Regions from separate parts of the Mus musculus genome. Here all the other regions are linked to region 1. The links are chromatin contacts, called in public ChIA-PET and Micro-C maps. All regions are on one chromosome and are shown on one strand. The core of a region is the stretch at or near the end of the contact, and the rest is flanking DNA. Distances in the headings are between cores, read along the strand shown.

The links. A called contact is a pair of places that touch in the nucleus more often than the background predicts. ChIA-PET counts read pairs in DNA pulled down with a chosen protein or histone mark.
Region 2: an RNA polymerase II ChIA-PET map of memory CD8 T cells shows a contact between it and region 1, with 32 read pairs. The contact joins the enhancer-like site here to the promoter of Cse1l in region 1. A contact is called at or near these places in 2 of 39 promoter capture datasets (liver and stem cell-derived epiblast-like cells), 1 of 484 Hi-C or Micro-C datasets (CD4 T cells) and 2 of 115 datasets of contacts at active chromatin or transcription factors (memory CD8 T cells and microglia).
Region 3: a contact with region 1 is called in a Micro-C map of embryonic stem cells, with 4 times the contacts expected there. The contact joins the promoter of Kcnb1 here to the promoter of Cse1l in region 1. A contact is called at or near these places in 1 of 39 promoter capture datasets (liver), 1 of 484 Hi-C or Micro-C datasets (embryonic stem cells) and 1 of 9 other capture datasets (pancreatic islet).

What each region holds. Positions count from the first base shown.
Region 1 is chr2:166,904,720-166,907,544 of GRCm38.p6, forward strand. Cse1l (chromosome segregation 1-like (S. cerevisiae)) reads left to right here and starts at 1,377. Exons shown (of 25, transcript NM_023565.3): 1 at 1,377-1,458. Gm31204 (a long non-coding RNA gene) reads right to left here and starts at 2,575. Exons shown (of 3, transcript XR_866966.3): 1 at 860-2,575.
Region 2 is chr2:167,366,156-167,368,980 of GRCm38.p6, forward strand. No RefSeq gene overlaps it. Among named protein-coding and RNA genes, the nearest start is that of B4galt5, 18 kb to the left of the region's middle. Within about 2 kb of position 1,371, at least 123 of the 459 cell types and tissues checked have an H3K27ac peak or open chromatin away from gene starts, as enhancers often do. A contact at or near this core is called in memory CD8 T cells and microglia, where this site is marked.
Region 3 is chr2:167,187,445-167,190,269 of GRCm38.p6, forward strand. Kcnb1 (potassium voltage gated channel, Shab-related subfamily, member 1) reads right to left here and starts at 1,374. Exons shown (of 2, transcript NM_008420.4): 1 at 613-1,374. The coding sequence starts at 1,179. It also overlaps a transcript of 1110018N20Rik not described here.

The DNA.
Region 1 (2,825 bases), core at 127-2,626:
GAGCACCGGCTGCTCTTCTGAAGGTCCTGAGTTCAAATCCCAGCAACCACATGGTGGCTCACAACCATCCGTAATGAAATCTGATGCCCTCTTCTGGAGTGTCTGAAGACAGCTACAGTGTACTTACATATAACAAATAAATAAATCTTAAAAAAAAAAACAGTTTAATGAGAACCTTACATAAACAATGCATGCTTTTGAGGGTAAGCGTTCCCATGAAGTATCGATTATGAAAATGAGTGTTTGTGACCTGGAATTCATGGCAAGCTAGGCAGCCTGTCCTTTACTGGCTAAAACGCAAAGTGAGCCAGCTACTCCTGGACCCAGAGACAGGAAGGAACACATATCAGTGCAGTAAAGTGGGGTAAGCTTGTAGCAGAGAGGAACAGAGAAGGCAAGCTAAGCTGGCTTCTTCAGCCCGGTCTTACTACAGAACACTAGGCTTCAGTCTTGATCAAAAACCTGCTTCTAGACCTTCACCTTTCTTTGCTTGCGAGGCGTACAGTCACACAACTGTCTCCTGGCTTTTGAAAAGATAAGATTTCTCTTGTTCAAGGGTCAAATGAACATCCCAGTTACCTTTAAGTTGCCACCAACTACATCGTCGTCTGAAAAAAAAAATTTTTTTTTGAGAAAGGATCTCACTGTGTAGCTATGCCTGGCCTCTGTGTAGACCATGCTGGGCTTAAATAAATGGCGATTGTCTTGCTTCTGCCTCCCAAGTGCCAAGTGGTAACAAGCATGAGCCATCGCCTTCAGCTTCTGAAATCATGTGTGTGTGAGTGAATGAATGTGGGTGTCTTCATCCATTGCTCTCTTAGTTTTCAAGGCTGGATCTCTTATGGAAACAGAAGCTCACCAATTAGCTAGACAGGCCGGCCAGTAAGCCCCAGCGATCTTCCTGTGTCTGCCTCCCCAGGTACGGAATTGTAGTCAGGCTGGCTTTTATGTGGGTGCTGGGGATTCGAACTCCCGTCTTCTTCCTTGCGCAGCTATCACTTGCTTAACCAAGCGTGCTATCCCCTAGCTTGAAATTCTTACTCATTCGTTTATTCTATTTGTCCTAGAACAGACGCTCTGCTCTGTCCCTTCGCTCAGGCGTGAACGAGCACGTTCCATCCAACAGTTAGAAGCCACTAGGAGCCACTCGCAGAACCTGCTAGGGTCTGAGGAAAGAAACCCAAAACAGAAGCCTGCGTCAAAAGGCACGGTCTCTTGTGACGTCACCGCAGACCCGAGCAATGGTTCCGATTGGCCCTCGCAGCCGGGGTGGGGCCAAAGCATTCCTGGCTCCACCCCGCGTCCCGGTCTCACTCGCACATGCGCAGTGGCCGCCACCTTAGCCGCCGCGCCATTTTGCCAGGGTTTGAATGTGAGGCGGAGCAGCGGCTGGAGTGGGGTAGTGTCGGCTGCAGCTCTCGCTTGGGATTCCCTCCTCGGTCTCGGCGTCCCCACGAGGTGAGGCATGGAGCGAGCAGGGTGGCCGCGGGGACGCGGCTGAGGGAGGGGCCGATCGCTGGGAGGTGGATCTGGGCCTCAGCCCGAGGACGCGCGCCTGGTCTTCCCCGCACGCCGCCTCTGGGTCGGGCCTGACCGCTCCGGGAAGCTGGGGCAGCTTGGGGCTCGGCCTCACGCGAGCTTCTCGAGCTCCCGCCCCTTCCCTTCCAGCGTTGCTGGGATTGGTCGCGCCGCCGCGTAGGCGTCCGCGGATTGGTCAAGCCCGCGCGTCCGTTCTCGGCGCGCCGGGGCCCGCAGCGTGAGCGCTGTTCCGCGCCGAGGCCTGACCTGGCCGAGCCGGTCTGGGTCCCTGGTTCTAAAAGAGGCCGGAGATCGCCCACTCTGACTTCGCGGGGCTTTGGCCTCCGCCAGAGTGGACTTGGCCCTCGGGTTTCAGCTGGCTGTGACGTTCGTGTCCCTAGGACCTAAGGAACCTACAGGCGAATGGTGTTCCCCTGCCTGGGGCTCGCCGGCTTTCCAGTTAGATAATCTGTCCCCACGCACACTCCGTCTTTCCCTAGGAGTGTAATTCAGAGCTAGTCCTTGCCTCTCTACGAATTTCCTAGTTTTTAAATAATTAGGTGATGCTGGGCGTGGAAACCGTGCTCCCTCACGTGTTGAACAATCTCTTCCACTGAAATGGCATTTTTACCCTCTCCTCAAACTTACGATTCTTCACTTGCATATTCGGTTAAGTGGCTTGAAGGTTCCGCTGACTGCAGGCTGTGTTTCCCAGAGGGCTCGCCTGAACTGCTGACCATGGCCATTCGTCTCTCCATAAGCACTGTCGCCTCCATGACCGGCTCTTTTAAGTATTCATAGTCCCGTCCTGTATGCTAAGTCCCCAGCTTTCGTGATGTTAGAAGCAGCTGACCTCAGATCTTGGCGGGGCTGCCTCCCTCCCTGCCTTTCAAGTTCCCTTCTTAGGGAGGAGTTCTCAGTTCTCACTGCGATGGCCACATCACCCACGTTTATGTGTCCTGTAGCATTGACCTTATATGTAGTAACTACTGCTTGTTTCTCACGGTTCTCATCTGCTCTGAGTTATCTTTAAGGATAACTTTTTATTGCTGGGTCCCATGTATGAGAGCCACATGGTGAATGCTCTGTTATTTTATGAAGACATGGAAGGTATCTGTCTGTCTGTCTATCTATTTATTTTGGATAAAGGGTCTTTCATAGCCCAGGCTAGACTTAGAGCGTTATCTTTCTACAAGTGTAGGCTACCACACTCAACTCTTCTTCACTTTTCCATTTGTGCAAAGGAATTTTCTCCCCTCTGGCTGTTTGGTGTTCTAGTTGGGCTTTGGGAAGCCAGTCTCTAGACA
Region 2 (2,825 bases), core at 121-2,620, 460 kb after region 1:
TAAAATAGCAACAACGACACCTACTACGGATTGGGCTAATACTTACCGTGCCAGGCACAGCAGCAAGCTCACCATGCATACTCCCTCAGTCTACTCAGTGACCCTTGCAGTCATGTGCACAACACATTTCTGTGAGGAGGGTTTAATGCAGATGTGCTTTTTTAATTAATTTATTGATTTTGAGGCAGGGTCTCTCTCTCTGGTCTCACTGGGATTTGAGGCTCCCTGATTAGGCTGGTGAGCCCCAAGGATCGTCCTCTCTGTGCCTCTGCAGCGCTAGAATCAGGGGGTGTAATTAGTTCCGTCAGGCTTGTTTAAATCCCTTCCCAGGGGGGGAGAGTCAACACTGGCTTCTTCTCCTAAGGTCCTAGCAGCAAAGCGAGGCACAATGCCACCAAGTTCACCCTGGGACCAATGTGATTATTGGGGTTCCTTAAAGAGCTTAAGTGAGGGCTAGAGAGATGGCTCAGTTGTTGAGAGCACTGACTGCTCTTCCAGAGGTCCTGAGTTCAATTCCTAGCAATCACATGGTGGCTCATAACCATCTGTAATGGGATCTGAAGCCCTCTTCCGGTGTGTCTGAAGACAGCTACAGTGTATTCATATAAGTAAAATAAATAAATCCTTAAAAGAAAAAAAAAAAACACAATAGGCCACACCTAAACCCAGTGGGCCTAAGCTTTCATCTTCTGTGGCTATATACTCCAGCCCTTCAGAGAGGCCATGTGCAATTAGTCCAGAGCTGTCAGCAGGTAGCAGGGAGTGGCTGGGAACTTTAAGTGTGGCTGTCATGACCCTTCCTAAACTTCCATGAGAGGACACAAACTGCCAACCAGCCCAGATGGGACATCCTTTGCAAGCAGGCACAGCTGGGCTGTCTAAGATGTCTAAGATGGCCGTTGCTTGTCTGGGAAGACAGTCCCTGGGCCTCAGCCTCCTACCCTGATTGCTAAGACTTCAGTGTGCTGGCCCCCCCCCCCACTCCCACCCCCATCCCCACCCCCTCACCCCCGTGACTCCTCTTCAGCTTTATTCAGAATAAAATCCAAATCCTGGGCTTGGGGGTGTGGCTCAGCTGGTGGGGTACTTGCCTAGTGTGTCCCTGGCTCAAAAAAAAAAAAAAAAAAAAAGAAAGAAAGAAAGAAAGAAAGAAAGAAAAGAAAAGAAATAAAACTGAAAGAAAGTAAGAGAGAGAGAAAGACAAATAGAAGAAAGCAGGCTGGACAGGCCATGGCAATCAAGCCGGTGTTTATTACAGCAAAATCGGATGTCAGGAAATTGCATTCGCACGTTTCCCTCCAAACTCTCCCATAGTGCCCCATTGCCCTCAAGAGAGAACTCAGGCATCCTGCCTGGGTCTGCAGGAACCAACCAGGGCTTGCCATTCAATCCTCTGAGGTTTCGCTGCTGGGCATTATCAGCATAACCACACGCTGGTTTCCTTTAGGTCACTAAAGGAGTAGTGCTTACACACACACACACACACACACACACACACACACACACACACACACACACACACGCACATTCTCTCTCTCTCTCTCTCTCTCTCTCTCTCTCTCTCTCTCTCTCTCTCTCTCTCTCTCTCTCTGTGAAATATTTCCTCTAGAAACCTCCCTTCCTCGTCCACCTCTCACACCCACGCACTCACCCTACAGGTGCGCCCTGGCAGAAGTTTCTCTCCAAGAGGGGGTGGGGCCGAGGGATATGGTGGACTGACGACACAGGACTCCAAAGAAGACAGCAGTGTGAAGGCAGAGGGAAGAACCAGGTCCGACCACTTGAACTTCTCCACGTGGTGGGGGTAGCGGGGGTGGGGTGGGGGACGCACGTGGACCAGCCCGTCCGCTGTCTGATTGAAATCCTCTCCCATTTCCTGGGAGGCCGGTAGAGGCAGAAGAGGCCCACACAGCCTCTGTCAACCCCCCTCGCGATCGGCAGAGCCTTGATTTCTTCTGCTCCACGCGCCATCTTTACTTTTACAGCAGATGCTCAGACACAGCAGTTAAGACCCAGGGTTTCCTGGACCCTGTTGGCAACTTCGAGATTTCACCTGGAGAGGTTCTAACTGTTCTGACCTCTGATGAGGACTACAAAGCGGACATCTGAGCAAAGGGGCTCCAGGCTATAGTGAGTGCTCACTAAACACCAGAGGTTAGCCCAAAATGTCTGAGTGTAACTTGGTGTGCTTTAGCCTAGGCCACATACTGAGCATGGAATCTCTGCTGGCTGGTCATAGAAGTGCCTCGATCCTAGTCCTTGCAGAATCCTTCCTTTAACAGATTGGAAGAAGCTCTGTGGGTTTCCGGGGCACATGAAGAGATTCACAGGAACATTCAAGCCCCGGGGAGGGGAGGGCCGTTGAGTCTCTGAGCCAATGAGAGGTAGAGAAGTGGGGAGGCCCCAAGGTGATGCTACTCCTGGGCACAGCAAGTCAGCGTGAGATGCGGGCAGGAACTGGGACTTCCTCTCTCTGGCCGGCGTGTGTGTGTGTGTGTGTGTGTGTGTGTGTGTGTGTGTGTGTGTGTGTGTGTGTGTTTGACTTCCCTTTATCAAGAAATTAGCGGCTTGCTTGCCTAGCCTGTAGAAAGTTCCGGACTTGGTCCTAGCACCCCATAATGCGCTTGGTGGTGCATGTCTGTGATCCCAGCACCCAGGAAGTGTTAGGCAGGAGGATCATAAATCAAGGGCTACCTGGAGAACTTAGCTTCTGAAAATTAAAAAAATAAAATAAAGTTTAAGGGTCAAGATATAGTTGGCTTGCTCGATCATGTGTGGCAGCCCACGGTTGTAACCGAGTCACTTGGGAGGTAGAGGCAGGATGA
Region 3 (2,825 bases), core at 124-2,623, 280 kb after region 1:
GCCCACCCTGTGTGAACAAGTTCACCCTGCCTCTTTCCCCAGGCCTATTTTCTGCTCTGATTTGGAAATTTACATCTTCCTCCAACAGCCAAGTGCAAACTGCACCACACAGCAAGTACATAAACAAGGAGCCAGCCTGGTCCTCTCACCCGCTGTCCCGAGCCTTGGGGCAGACCTGTCCTTACCACTAGCCTTCCCTGTCTTTTGTCATCTCTTAAAATACCTGTGGGTGCCTCAGCCTCTGCCAGGCGTGTCGGTAGGCTGTGTTTATACCCTTCCTTATGAGCAGAGTGGGGTTATAATTCAGGGCTAGATGTTACATCTGCAGGGCAGGCTATTCTAGTATGTATCCAGGCCTGGAGGCACCAAGACTATCCAGCAAAGCTCGACTCTGTTCTCACCAAGGCCGTAGCATTTTAGAGTTTTATAAACCATTTCCCCCCAACAAAGTAGGGGTACACCGTACTGAATCACATGGGAAGGGTGCCTCTTAAGAGTAGTAGTCCTTGGAGAACTCGCTTGGAGCCCCTGCCTTTTAACCGGTATACTCATCGTGAGGAGCCAGGAGCCTCTGTGTAGGCCTCCATGGGGGGAAACAGACTCCAGACTCACCTTGGCGGCCACCGATGAGTTGGGCTTCTCCAGCAGGTCCCAAAGTTTCTTCCTCTTCTCAGCACAGCACGTGTTGTCGAACTCCTCGCCCTCCCGCTCCCGCAGCGTCTCAGCCTCCCGCTTCAGCTCCTCGTTCATCTGCTCCTTCTTTTGGTGGTAGCGGGCCTGGCAGCAGGACTCCAGGTAGATCTCATCGATGCCCCAGTAGTCCAGCTCCTGGCTGAAGCTCAGCGCGCACATCTCCTCCATCATGTGCAGCCGGCCGGTGCGGTAGAAATTGAGAATAGAGGTGAAGGCGCCAGGGTGGCGGTCGAAGAAGTACTCGTTGTCCTCGAGGCTGTAGTCGTCGCACACCTGGAGCAGAGAGTCGTGCGTGTTGCAGTCCCGGAGCTTGCCCAGCCGCGTGCGAGGCAGGCGGTCCAGAGTGCGCCACAGCACCTCGTGCGCCAGGCCCCCGACGTTGAGGCGCACCCGGCGCGAGCACGCCTTGCTGCGCACGATCTCCATGGGCTCGGGCGGCAGCGAGCTGGTGGAGCGCGAGCCATGCTTCGTCATGCCCGCCGGCATCGCTGGTCTGGCCGCCCCCGCCCCCCCTGCCCCCCCAGGCCGCTGTCACTCGACGGCAAGGCCCGCTGCCGCGGGGGCGGGGGGCGGGGAGCTCTGCAGGCCGCTGTGGTGCAGGGGTGCGCGAGGGCGGGCGTCGCGGCTACCGTCTCACCTCCATCCCGACGGCTGCGAGGCAGAAAGCGAAAGCGGACACGGGTCAGCGAACCGTACTGTGAGGCCCCTCCCCCAGGGTCCCCTACCGGCCTTGACCTTCCCAAGGCTTAAGCGGCTCAGGGGAGTTGGGGGGCGGGGGGGGGGGAAGGGAGGACGGATGGCTGCTGTTCCTCCCGCCGGTGCTGAAGTCAGCCCCACCCCAGGACGAAGGGAGGGGTGGCCCTCCAGGCGGGAGAGGCCCCCAGGAGGCTCCCAGGAAGCCCCACCCCCGCCCTGGCGCAATCCGGCCGCCCGGGGCGCTGTCCGTCCCGTCGAGTGCTGAAACTCCCTGCTCTCGGGCTGGAGAGCCCAACCTGGCCCCCGCAATTGGGAGGCAAGGGAGAGGCAGGGAGAACTTTCTTTCTCTCTTTAGTGAGTTCTCATCTCCTCCCACCCCAAGATAGTCAAGATTTTGGGTGGGAGCATAACGATGGCATTGGGCTTGCTTTTTCTAAATCTTAGAAGATTTTGGGCCGAGTGAGGACTGTGGAGGCTACCAGATGCCCACCTGTCGGAGGCCACCAGGCTGCCCTGTCCTGGGGCGACCCCACTCCTCACAACACCAGGACCCGAGACCGCTCCGGAGACCAGGTGAGGGTCGAAGGAGCCAAGCCAGCGGGGTCTGCACCTCCTTGTGCGCCCCCTCCCCACTCTAGCGCAGGAGGGGCGCGGAGTCCTCGGGATCCGCCTGCTCGGTGCTCCCCTCCTGCCCCTCCTCCTCTCTTTCTCCTCCTCCCCCTCCTCCCGCTCCTCCTCCTCGCTCCTCCCGGCGATGGCTTTTTATAACTCCGGGTTCTGCGCCTTTGCCCGGGCTCGGAAGAGAAGGGGTGGGGGAGGTGGGAGGCGGGGAAACCAGCGGAATCTTCTGGCCTTTCGGAGCGTGCCCTCCTCCCGCCACGCACCGGTGATTTCGGGGGGTTCCCGGGCCCTACAGCCCGCGGGGCACACGCCCCGCCCCCAGCCCCGGGGTGGGCCCGCGCCACCCCCCTACCCCGCCACACTCACCCCCAGGGTGGCCGCCTCCCGGGGCCGCGCCGCGCGCATCTCGCCGGCCGCCCGCCCGCGCCCCCGCCCGCGGCAGCGGCGGTCCCGGGGCCGGGCTAGGCCTACCCGGGCCGGCCGGGCGGGCGGGAGGGCGGCGCCGGGGCTGCGGGGCGCGGGCGGGGCGCTCTGCGGGGCGCAGGGACGGCGCGGCCCGGGCGATCGGCGGCGCCTCCGCCTCCACCTCGGGCTCCGGCTCGGCTCGGCGGCGGCCGCGGCTGCCTGCGCGAGATCAACAAGTCGGGCTGAGCTTCGGCTCCGCGCTCGCCGCGATTCTGTCCCGCACTTCGGAGCGCGGCGAGTGGCACCGAGGCGGGACGGCGCCACCTGCGGGTCGGAAACGCGCGCGGCTTAACCCCTCCGTGCCCGGCCCGGCCCTGGCTCAGGCCGCGGGGCCCACCCGGGCTGCTTGA